Regions from separate parts of the Mus musculus genome. Here region 2 is linked to region 1. A link is a contact called in public HiChIP or PLAC-seq data. All regions are on one chromosome and are shown on one strand. Each heading gives the region's core, a stretch centred on a gene start, on an enhancer-like site or on the middle of the called end of the contact. The rest is flanking DNA. Distances are from core to core; before and after follow the strand shown.

Region 1 (5,534 bases), core at 2,015-4,514:
TCATTCCTCACATCCAACCTTAATGTCCTCATGTCTAAAGCATGGACAGTCACTCCAAGCCCCGAGTCCCAGAGGGAGAACATTTGTCCCAAGTAGGCAGAGCTATCTGTCCCCAATGAGTCCCCAAGTACTGTGTGCTGCTGTACAGGGACCTGAGGAAGGCACGGAGGCCAGGAGGTCCCCCATCTAGAGAACCCTAAGAGCAGACAAAGGGTTGTATCTCCTGCAAGAAGAGGCTAACGTGAGTGTCAGGGCTCATCAATGTTCAGTGTGGCCTCCCAGCCAATTCAGGCTGACTACAGAGGCAAAGGCAGACCCACAGGGCAAGAGCGGCATGCTAGACCCTGTGGCTCAGAGACACTCTACTCTCAGCAAGCTTATCCACAGGCCTCACTCCGAGCTGTGGGAGGCCAAGTTATACGTGGTGTGGGGAGCTCTGCTGGAGTTTCTGGCTCAGAAGCTGGGAACCATGACACCTCTTCCAGAGCAACTCTAGATATCCCAGATACCAGATACCAGATCCAAAGTCAAAGGCTCTGCTGCCATATAGCTAAAGCTGTCTTCATAATGCTCCTGTGTCCACATTACTAGCTCACGTGGGTAGGACACTACGTAGTCATGCTCCAGCAAGATATCTAGAGACCAGAGGGAGTCGTGACAATCTTCGTGAAGTCCACAGCCCCTAAGGTTCCTTTTGGTTTCGAGGAGAGGATGCCAATGTGTTCTTCCTCTCCAACGCTCACCCCGTCACAGGGAGAGCCTAAGATACTCATGTTGACTTTCTAGTCCTAATGTAATGGGGGAGAGCAATATCCATCCCATAATAGATAGGTAGTAGTGAGTCAGGATGCTGGGTCTCACGCAGAGACTACCCAGGTGCCAGGTTCTTCTCAGAGATGTGGGGAGGGCATCCTCCAGGAGGACACACCTCTGAAATTCAACTTTACTCTTCCTCCCTTGAGGCTAAGCCCCCACTCCGCAGACTTGAGCCACTGTCCCATCTTCATTACATGCCTCAAGCTTTCTTCTCTTAGGACTTCTGGTCCATCTGCCCAGGCTAGCCTGATCTACAGAAGTCCGTGTAGAAAGCAACCAGGTTAGCATAGTGTTCCAGGTGAAACCATAAACAGCCAGGAGGCACAGATATGAAACTTGAAGAAGTCTGGCTGCCATGAGAACCGTCAGCAGATCCCAGGCTACACAGCCAGCCCAGAGTCATGCCCTAAATTTACAGTTTGTTCAAAATCAGTACCTTTTACCCCAGACCCAGCATGGACTTGCGGGTAAGAGTGTGTGGGAATTAAACAGAGGGGAGCCACAGATAAGCCTTGAGCCCAGTTATTCTGTGAGAAGCCCCAAGAATCAACATTTCTAGACAGTTCCCAGGTTGATGTTTCTAGTTCTGGCCGGGCGGTGGTGGTGCACGCCTTTAATCCTAACACTTGGGAGGCAGAGACAGGCGGATTTCTGAGTTCGAGGCCAGCCTGGTCTACAGAGTGAGTTCCAGGACAGCCAAGACTATACAGAGAAACCCTGTCTCGAAAAACCAAAAAAAAAGAAAAAAAAAAAAAAAGAATTTCTGGGGGTTGGGACTAGAGAAATAGCTCTCTGGTTAAGGGTCCTGACTGCTCTTTCCAAGAACATGGGTTCAATTCCCAGTACCCACATGGTGGCTCACAACCATTTAGAACTCCAGTTCTGGAAGATCTGATGTCTTCTTCTGGCCTTTGCCTGTGCTGGGCACACATGTGATACATGATGTGCAGATATATGTGTGGACAAAACACCCATACACATTAAAAAACAGTAACAAAAAATTTCTGGAGGTTTTTCAATATTGTTTTTAAATTAACATTTATTCTCTCTCTTGTGTGTGTGCTTGTGTGCACATGTGCATGGATTTCAAAGGACAACTTTTGGGAATCAGCTCTCTCCTTCTACTGTGTGGGCTGGAGAGACTGAATTCAGGTCATTGGGCTTAGTGACAAGCATCCTTACCTACTGAGCTATCTTGCCATCCCAAGAAGTTCTGTTGTAAGTCACAAAATTTGGGGATGATTTGTTACACACCCCCAAATTTGATGCAGCCTGTATGTACACTGAGAAAGGTTATAAATGGTGTTCTTTCATATCAGAGTAGGATTACACTCATTCATGCATGCAATTTATAAATGTTGGCTTTGCACCGGGTATTATACAAAGCCCAGCATATGCAGAAATAAGAAAGATATAGTCCCTGATCTCCATAGAGCCCAAGAAGATAATAGATCACCATAGCATAGTGTAACATGCTGCGTATATATGTGTGTGTATGCATGCATGTATGTATGTGCGTATGTATGTGCATAGGCATGTATGTATGTAGGCATGTATGTATGTATGTAGGCATGTATGTATGTATATATGTAGACATGTATGTATAAGTGTGTAGGCATGTATGTAGGCATGTATGTATGTATGTATGTAGGCATGTAGGTATGAGTGTGTAGGCATGTATGTAGGCATGTAGGTATGAGTGTGTAGGCATGTATGTAGGCATGTAGGTATGAGTGTGTAGGCACGTATGTATGTATGTAGGCATGTATGTATAAGTGTGTAGGCATGTATGTATGTATGAGTGTGTAGGCATGTATGTATGTATGTAGGCATGTATGTATGTATATATGTAGACATGTATGTATAAGTGTGTAGGCATGTATGTATGTAGGCATGTATGTATGAGTGTGTAGGCATGTATGTATGTATGTAGGCATGTATGTATGTGTGTACATGAGGCCTGAAAGCACACCACAGGATGACAGCACGGTGCCCTGCTAGCAGACTGCAAAGCAGGGAGAGGCTGAACAAGAAGTAATGCTAGGAGGGAGCACAACTTGGGCAGAGCCTGGGAATGCTCACTCCTCATCTCATTCTACGGGGTGGATGATGGTGCTCCCCAAGAGAGCACACACACAGTGTGCCAGACCTCACACTGCAACAAAACAGCCAAGGACACATTACTGGAATGAGGGATATACTACTCACAGCTCCAAAGGCCAGTTTTGGTAGGAAGGAATCAGGTCTATTCAAATGAGAAGGTGGGGGTGCTTCCCCAAGCTACACACTCCCAACATGCTGGCCGGTGAATATCCTCTAACCAACTCTCTCCAGAGACAATCCCCCAGGGATCTCTCGGGTATTTCAAGATTCGCCACCACTGCTCACTGTGTACTCTCCTCCACACTACCCTCTGGAACAGAGTGCCACCAGAGCCTAAGTGTACATATGACTCACCCAGTGCGCCGGGCTCTGCATGGATGAGTAATGCTGTTGGTCCACAGACCACACTTGGAATAACAAAACTCAGAGTAGCTTCTGACAGCCAAATCGGTACCTACCATCCCATCGCAAAGATGACCCAGCCATATTCTTTAAAGTGGTAGAGGGACTCCCCATCAAGGGACAAAGCCCAGTACCCCTCCCCCACTCTTCACAGTCGAAATCATTCCCTGAATGCTCTGTGCTTTAAACTGAATTTCTAGAGATTTCCAGAACATTACAACCTCCTTTGCTTTCTTCATACATGCTATGCCTTCTACATGAGCATCCATTTATCCTCATCTCTTCCCTACCTAATTCTCAAAGAGCTGTTGATTTGTATTTTTCCTGAATGTGTGCCTGCATGTACCACCTGCTCTGTAGTGCCCATGGAGCCAGGCTGAGCGCATTGCATACTGGAAGTAGAGTTGTGAACCTCAGTGCGGGTGCTAAAAACTGAACCCAGTTCAGTGCTCTGCAAGAGCAGCGAGTGCTCTCAACTGCTGAGCCACCTCTCTGGCCTCCTCCTCCTCAACTGCCTAATTCTTATTCCTGTCTCTGGACACTGGACACAGCCCCCTCTCTCTCACGGCTCTCTCTCTCTCTCTCTCTCTCTCTCTCTCTCTCACGTGTGTCTGTTGTTGTATGCATGAGAGCATGCACACGGTGTGTATGTGTGTCTGTTGTATGCATGTGAGCATGTGAGTATGCATACTGTGTGTGTGTGTTCTTGTATGCTCGTGAACATGTGAGTATGCACACACATGCAGTGGCCAGAGAAGAACGCCCGGTGGCTTTCCCTATCATTCTCAGTGTTAATCCCTTGAGCTAGTAGTGTCTCTCACTGAACTGGACGCTTAGCTGGCTGGCCAGCAAACTCCAAAATCCACCAGTCTCTGCCCCCCCAAAGCTGGGGTTACAGCATGTCCAGCCATGCCCAGCCTTTGTGGACACTGGGACTCTAACTCAGGTCTTCATGCTTGCATGGCAACCATTCTTATCCACCGAGACAACTTCCCGGTCCCAAATAGTTCCTGAACAGCCTTTCCTAGTCACTAGCCCTGGCAGGGTGCCATTCTTTGTTATTCCCGCCTTGGCCCTACAATCTGCTCACCCAATCATACAACCTCCCTCAGATGGTAAGCACACAGTGGGTCCCTCAGATGGTAAGCACATAGTGGGTCCCTCTACACTACAGAGTCTAGTTTCTGATATGCAACTGGGCTCAACAAGCCCTTGAGTGAATAAATAATAATTGGGTCGGACCCTCTTGTTTTACAGATGAAATCACTGAGGACTCGTGGGACTAAGTTAATAGAAAGAGCTGTAATTAGCTGCTTCTCCCCACAGGAAGGTCTTGCAGATGTTCTATAAAGGAGGTTGGGGAAGTAATTATTTGCTGAGCTGGGCTGCATAAAACAATATTCAAGGCAGCATAGTTACCCCCACGGGATGTAGGTACCCAGGAGGGGAGCCCGCACTGAGGATCGGAGGACACCCTTTGCCTTTGGACATGCTGCCTGGGGTTCCTAGCTGAGTTCAGGTAGAGGGCTCTGTCTTCCTCTGAAGTGCCCCCACAATGCTATCCACCACGAATATCTATTCACAGGCCCACAGGGGCCCTGTTTAGAAACACTTCTATAAAGTGTCCTTGTTTATTTAACACTTATTTTCTAATTTTAAAAAAGTGGAACAGATTCACAAAATCCTACTGCCAACTAAAACCAAGATCCCCACGTGAGGAATGTGCCATCTTATTGCACGTAAAATTCATACAAGAATCACTCGGTCTCTCCCGAGCTTATGGTCTGAGCGGGGTGGTCCGCCAGGTCCTCCCTGGTGATGCAAAGATGGACTTTGGACAGTCTCTGCCTGCAGGGAAATTAGCAGTTTAGGGGAAAAAATGGAATCTAAATTGTATACAAGATACCAGCTGCTTCGGCAGCCCTCGTTTGCAGAAGCAGCCTCCCCAGGGCTGGGGAGCGGGGATGGCAAGGAGCCAAACGAGAGAAACCAATCTGGAAAAACTCATTCATGCATCCCAGGGAGAAGAAAACGTCAGGTGATGAGGGATGTGTGTGCTAATTAAACCCTGAATATTGTACAGGTTCCCAGTGCGCCTGAGCAGACGCACTTCCAGGCCAGGAGGAGTACAGCTTTATCCACACACTGTGCCTCAGCAGGGATGCCGGAGAAGACAGCTTCAGCCACAGTAGGAGAGAGTAAAGTTGGTCTTC
Region 2 (5,534 bases), core at 889-3,388, 590 kb after region 1:
CCAAGATACTGATTGAGTCTGGGCTGAAAAGGACCCTAGCAACACTAAAGAGCAAACAACACAAATCAGTAGCAGTAAGCAGCAGTTTAACCACAGGGCTAGCCTTTGACCTGGGTGGCAACTCCCTTTCCTAACAGGGTCTCCCAGCATTTAATTTGACTTCTCTGGCTCAGGTTCCATGCACTGAAGGAGGAAAAAGGGAACAAGCCATTGTCATGAAAAAGCCTAACTTGTATGACCATGGGCTTCAGAACTAAGAATCAACTGTAATATGACTGTTGGATAAAGACTTATACCCCAAACAAATAGAAATCCAAATATCCTGGAAGAAGGTATTTTTGGAAAAGAAAAATCGAAGGAATTAATGTTTATCCCCTGAGGTAAGATGAGGACATTGTAGTTGCATAAGAATTACACTTTTGAGACTTATGTGAAGTACCTGGGGAGAAAGGCCATGGCTGCTGCAAATTGGCTTTTAAGGTGCTTAAGCAAAGAACAAGGCAGAAGCAACCATGCCACGGGGAGGGGTGCTTGCAGTGCTCCTGTGTGCTCCACTCAGGAACCTTCCCCAGCAACAGTGTTGACTTGAGCCTGGCAGACGCTAAATATTGATTCCCTGAATTCAGGTGGCCAGAACCTCAGGGCAGCAAACTCTAACTGCTATCTGTAACTCCACCCAACTTGTGGTACCACTGCTGTGGATGGCCATGCCAGTTCACTGCCCAGTAGGCTGGTGAGAGTCCCCACTTCCTGGACTTGTTTGAGGATGGGACAAAAAGAATGAGAATGAACCACTCACACTATGCTGACCTCTGTATCCCCACTCTGGCTGCATCTCTCTCAAGATTTTTCTCTGGGAGTCCTTGTCACTTGTTTCATCTCTACAAAAGTGCCCTGCTCTGCATCTCAGTGGCACCTCTGGGTAGGCCTCCTGTACTCAACAGAGGTGTCTAATGGACATGCCTGTGCAGCTGTTCTTGCAGCAATAACACGCTTACTCACTGTGTGGCTTGATCTCTTCACTCCTAAAGAACCTGTGGCCATTTGTTGGCATGCCCACTTCTGACTCTGGATTAGCTTCTGCTGGACCCTTTCCAAAAGGTGTTAGGAGTGTTCCTTTCGGATATACAGGTTTTCCACTCCTTTCTCAACTACAAATATACTCTTGATGAAACTTCTTGAAAACACGGCCAGCCCTTTCCTCCTCACATGCCTACCTCGCCCCTACAAAGCCCAGTGTTAGCTTCTCCAGAGAGGAGGACTGACAAGGCTCCCTGGGTGTGGCTCACAAGTCCTGCTACACAGGCTTTCTTGGGTCTACGCTCTCTGCCCCCACAGAATCCGGCCTGCTTCCCACATTCTCTTCCAAGATGATGTAGAGAGGCAGCATGGTGTGGTGAAAGGAGCAGACTCCATCTATCAGCTGCACGGCTTCTGGCAGCTTGCTCAGCCTGTTTCCGAGTTCTTTCATTTGTAGAACACATGTAATATAATCTAGCTTGCAGGGCTGAAGCCAGGATCAGCGATAACTTATGAAAGGGGCCTGGCACATGGTACAGGCTCACAAAATCAGAGTGACTATTGTCTTGTAGGATCCACTCCTCTTGCTTAACACTTCTTAACCATGTGCTGGACATTCTGCCTCATAAGCACATGTCTAAAATTAAGCTCATCACTGGCCCCAAAAGCAGTAGCTCACATGACTTTCTTTCCTTCAATGGTACCATTATTCTCATGGGCTTTCAAGCTCAAATCTCTCTCCAGCTTTCAGGCCTTACAGACTTTAAAACTATCTAAGGCCACACATTTCAGTGAGGTCCCTCAAAATCACATGCCAATTTCTATTCATCCCCACCTCCGATGGCCTATGTGTGAGGCACCTCTGCTGAGGCTGGGCCTCCACCTTTTAGGCTGCCATGGCATCTTGGTCATTCTCCAAACACTGCTTCCACTAAGCAGCCTTCTTGGCAAAGCTCCCTTCTTCCCCTCCAATAACCCAAATGCATTTGTTTCCTGTTTATGTGCACATACTTTCCTCTCTTTACTCTGGAAAATATTTACTAAGCCCCTATTATATGCCTAACACTGCATTCCTGGCCCCCACCGATGAATCACCCTTTCTTAATGACACTGATCAGGACTGTGCTCAACAGCTTTTAAAGGAAGGAGAGAAAAAGCCATAGACACTAGCATGGACTAGTCAACATGGTATGTGCTGTGTGTGCTATGATCTGTGGGAGGGCCCCAGGCCCCAGGAGAAGGGAGAAAGCAGCAGAAGATATCAGGCACTCCCTGGTGGCCTTTCCTCCTCAATGGCTGTCCCTTTTTTTCCTCAAAGTCTAACATACTGACAGGTGAATCTTTCGTAGGTCAGAGAGTGGATCTTGGCCAACCCATGCACCTGAAGTGACCAGTGTCCCACCCCCAAGCTACATATCTTTCAGTCAGGCTGTCTCCACTGTTCAACCTTGTAACCCTCAGATCTGCTTTGCTGTTTTTAATGCAGATAGATCACACATATCTCTTCCATACCTGGCCTCTTTTAGTTCCTTCACAGGGTTTGCAATCTTCATCATTGCTGTCTGCAGCAACATGCTGCTCATTCTTGCTCTTCACTGGATAGATGAATGAATTCCTTGATTCTGGTCTTAGGCTTTCCTGAGCACTGCCCCATGGCTTCTTCTGGAGAATCTTTTGCGTCACTAGGTACATCCATACCTGGTCATAACAGACCTAGACCTCAGTTTCCTGACGCGGCTTTGTCAATGTACTCCCATAGCATCGTCTGAAACTCTCACCTGCTCTCACCTCTCTCATGGTGGCCTTTCTGCTGAGTGTAGGATAGTGTCACCCTGTGAGTGAAGGCCATGCCTCCCTGGTGTGTACATGCTCACTAGCAAGTGAAAACATTGTGGATACACTGATTGACACCCCAAGAGACAAGGATACCTGTGCCTAGTCAGGCAGGCTTTGTGAGTGTGTTAGTAAGATGGCTGATCAGGACTGTCTGGATCTGCTTACAGGCCTTCTTTATCAGAGAAAAAGGAGGAAAAAGGGTTGACCACTCAGGAATAGGCAAGCAGATGTGTACAGACGTCTGTGCTAGGAAAGAGCCAAAGTCTAAGAAGAATACAAACATTTCTGAGTTTTGTGCTTTCTCCAAATTCAGTCTTGGAAGCTAGTTTACAAGCTTTCTCCTCTGTGCAGCTGGCAAGTTTGGGAAAGTGAGATGAGGTCTTACAGAAGTGGGGAGGGGGTTCTTTGTGGCCCATAAACTAGAGCAAGGGTATCAATCAGTTCTCTCTATTCCAGAAGACTCTACAAGGTGGAGCCACACATTGCTTATGCCTCACCACCTCCCCTCCACACCAGAGGATCCATGGCCTGCCCCAAGCCTCACCACCTCCCCTCCACACCTGAGGCTTCCATGAAGCAACAAACTTGAATCGATGTGGAGTGGTTATGTACTTAAAATTAAAAAAGAGGAAAGGGTGAAAATAACATTAAAGAGAACTTATTACTTATGTCAGTGTGCATCCTAATGTTTGCTTTACACAAATAATGACTCATGATAAAATAATGGGCAGATAAACACCATACTCAGCACACTTGTTTTTCCATTACCAAGGCTGAACTAGAAGATGTCTACAGGACCTTAAAGCATACTTGTCCCCTCTCTTACTCAGTTCAATGGGTGGCCATGGTTAGTCACAGTCAAATGAGCTTTTACCAGCAAAAGCAGTCAGCTCTGTGGGCTTTTCAGGCATTTCACAGGAGTCACTGTGAGAAGCAAATGCACTGGTTTAAGAGATACAAGTCACCCCAGCTGATTCTGGGCACACTGTGGGGATCCTACCCCAGTTTGTTCATCTCCTAGAACAAACATGACAGCTAAGTGCATGTTCAGCTCGAGTGCAAGCACGATGGTAAGAGATCCTCTGAGCACAACTCCGAGGACAGTGAGGGTTTCACCTACCTGGTGCATGTATCTAACACTCAATAAACATTCTCTTGGTGTGTGAGAAATGCCAGTTCAAACTAGCCCCAGCCCTCTGCACAATGCCTTGCTTGTGGGACTCCTGGTAGGCATTCATAAAAAGCCTTATAAAGCCCAGAGAAGAGGTTTCTCCATCTCAGAGAGCAGGAGATGAGGGCAGACCATCTTCAGACTAAAACTCACCTCTGCATACCTAGGTTCAAACTCACAGCATACATGTACATACCCATGCGCATGCACCAATCCCAAACTAAAGAACTCACTATGACACCATACAGGATCCCAGGTGGCTACAGCGCAAAACCAGAATCTTGTCTAGAGCAACATTTCCATAGGTACTGCCTACATTAGCCTTCATTCTTTCTTCACAGATGGCACAGATGAGTCTATCTTAAAGATGAGGAAATGGAGACATAGAGAGAAATGAGAACTGCAGAACAACAGAGACAACCTAGCCTTTCAGACACTGATACCCAGGCTCTGTCAGCTCAGCTGAATGGATGACTGTCCCCTGTGACTAGTATGCCTATAGTTTTTCCTCAGGTGCATGAAAACATTGGCCCATGTCCTCAGCAGTTCACTGTTATCCTTGGCAAAATTCAACACTCTACACTTATAGCTTTCAATGTGGTACACTGTATAGTTATGTGGAAAGTTTGCAGCCTCTCCTTCCACACTAAAAGGCCATCATGGCAGAATAAACACAGTAGTATAAAAGCACCACAAAGTCTCCTTCTCTTGGACCATGAGCTTGGATGGTGCAGACTTTCCTTCCCTACCTGTCATAATGACCAGGGGAGGCCCACATGGAAGCCCAGGACTGGCCCCAAGGACGGCAGAATTCCAGCCTGAGGACTCCACCATTCCACCTTACTCTTCTTGCCTTGCCCTGAACCCTGATTTGTTCAGAGCTCCAGAATTAGCCCTTCTCCTCCTGGGCACGATCCCACTCTCCATGCCATGAAACCAAATGGGGTTCCACTGTCCAGATCTTCCCCACTTACTCTTAGATCAGGCTTTGTTGTCGGTGCCTATGCTTAAAGAAACAGAAAAGGAAAAGAAAGGGAAGAGAGGAAGAAACAGGAAGGGGATGTTGAGGGAGGGGATAAGGAGGAGCATGATGGCTGGAAGGTCTGGGAGCTGCAAATGGCAAGTCTAGGAGTGTTCAGCAAACAGAAGCCAAACTGAAGAAAAGCAGCAGCTATAGAGAAATTGTCAGAGGCTGTACTTTCCTCTTCTCAACCATTACCAGAATGAGCTTATCCATGGAAAAGATCACCCCCCCCCCCCACACACACACACACCTCCTTTCAGAGATAATACAGGTAAGCCTTACTCTTCAGCCTCACTGCAACCCCACTACCTCTAGCCTGATCTCCATCTGCTGGGATGTGGGGTGTTTTCCTCTCTATTATTGCCAGCAAAGCACTACCAGAAAGGAGAGCATACTTTTGACAGCTCCTATCGAAGCGTAGAACTATTCACAAGCATGTAAACTTCTCTGTGTGAGGAGTGGGGTGCCCCTTTCCCAGCAGTA

The links. HiChIP or PLAC-seq counts read pairs in DNA pulled down with a chosen protein or histone mark.
Region 2: a contact with region 1 is called in a FOXA1 HiChIP or PLAC-seq map of pancreatic cancer cells. The contact joins two enhancer-like sites.

The regions. Positions count from the first base shown.
Region 1 is chr6:88,866,422-88,871,955 of GRCm38.p6, forward strand. The region is part of intron 1 of Podxl2 (podocalyxin-like 2); the gene reads right to left. Among named protein-coding and RNA genes, the nearest start is that of Podxl2, 5.9 kb to the right of the region's middle. Within about 2 kb of position 3,265, at least 45 of the 459 cell types and tissues checked have an H3K27ac peak or open chromatin away from gene starts, as enhancers often do. A contact at or near this core is called in pancreatic cancer cells, where this site is marked.
Region 2 is chr6:89,460,478-89,466,011 of GRCm38.p6, forward strand. All of the region lies in intron 5 of Chchd6 (coiled-coil-helix-coiled-coil-helix domain containing 6), which reads right to left. It overlaps Gm46966 (a long non-coding RNA gene), which reads left to right. Exons shown (of 4, transcript XR_003956465.1): 4 at 174-5,534. Among named protein-coding and RNA genes, the nearest start is that of Gm46966, 10 kb to the left of the region's middle. Within about 2 kb of position 2,139, at least 27 of the 459 cell types and tissues checked have an H3K27ac peak or open chromatin away from gene starts, as enhancers often do. A contact at or near this core is called in pancreatic cancer cells, where this site is marked.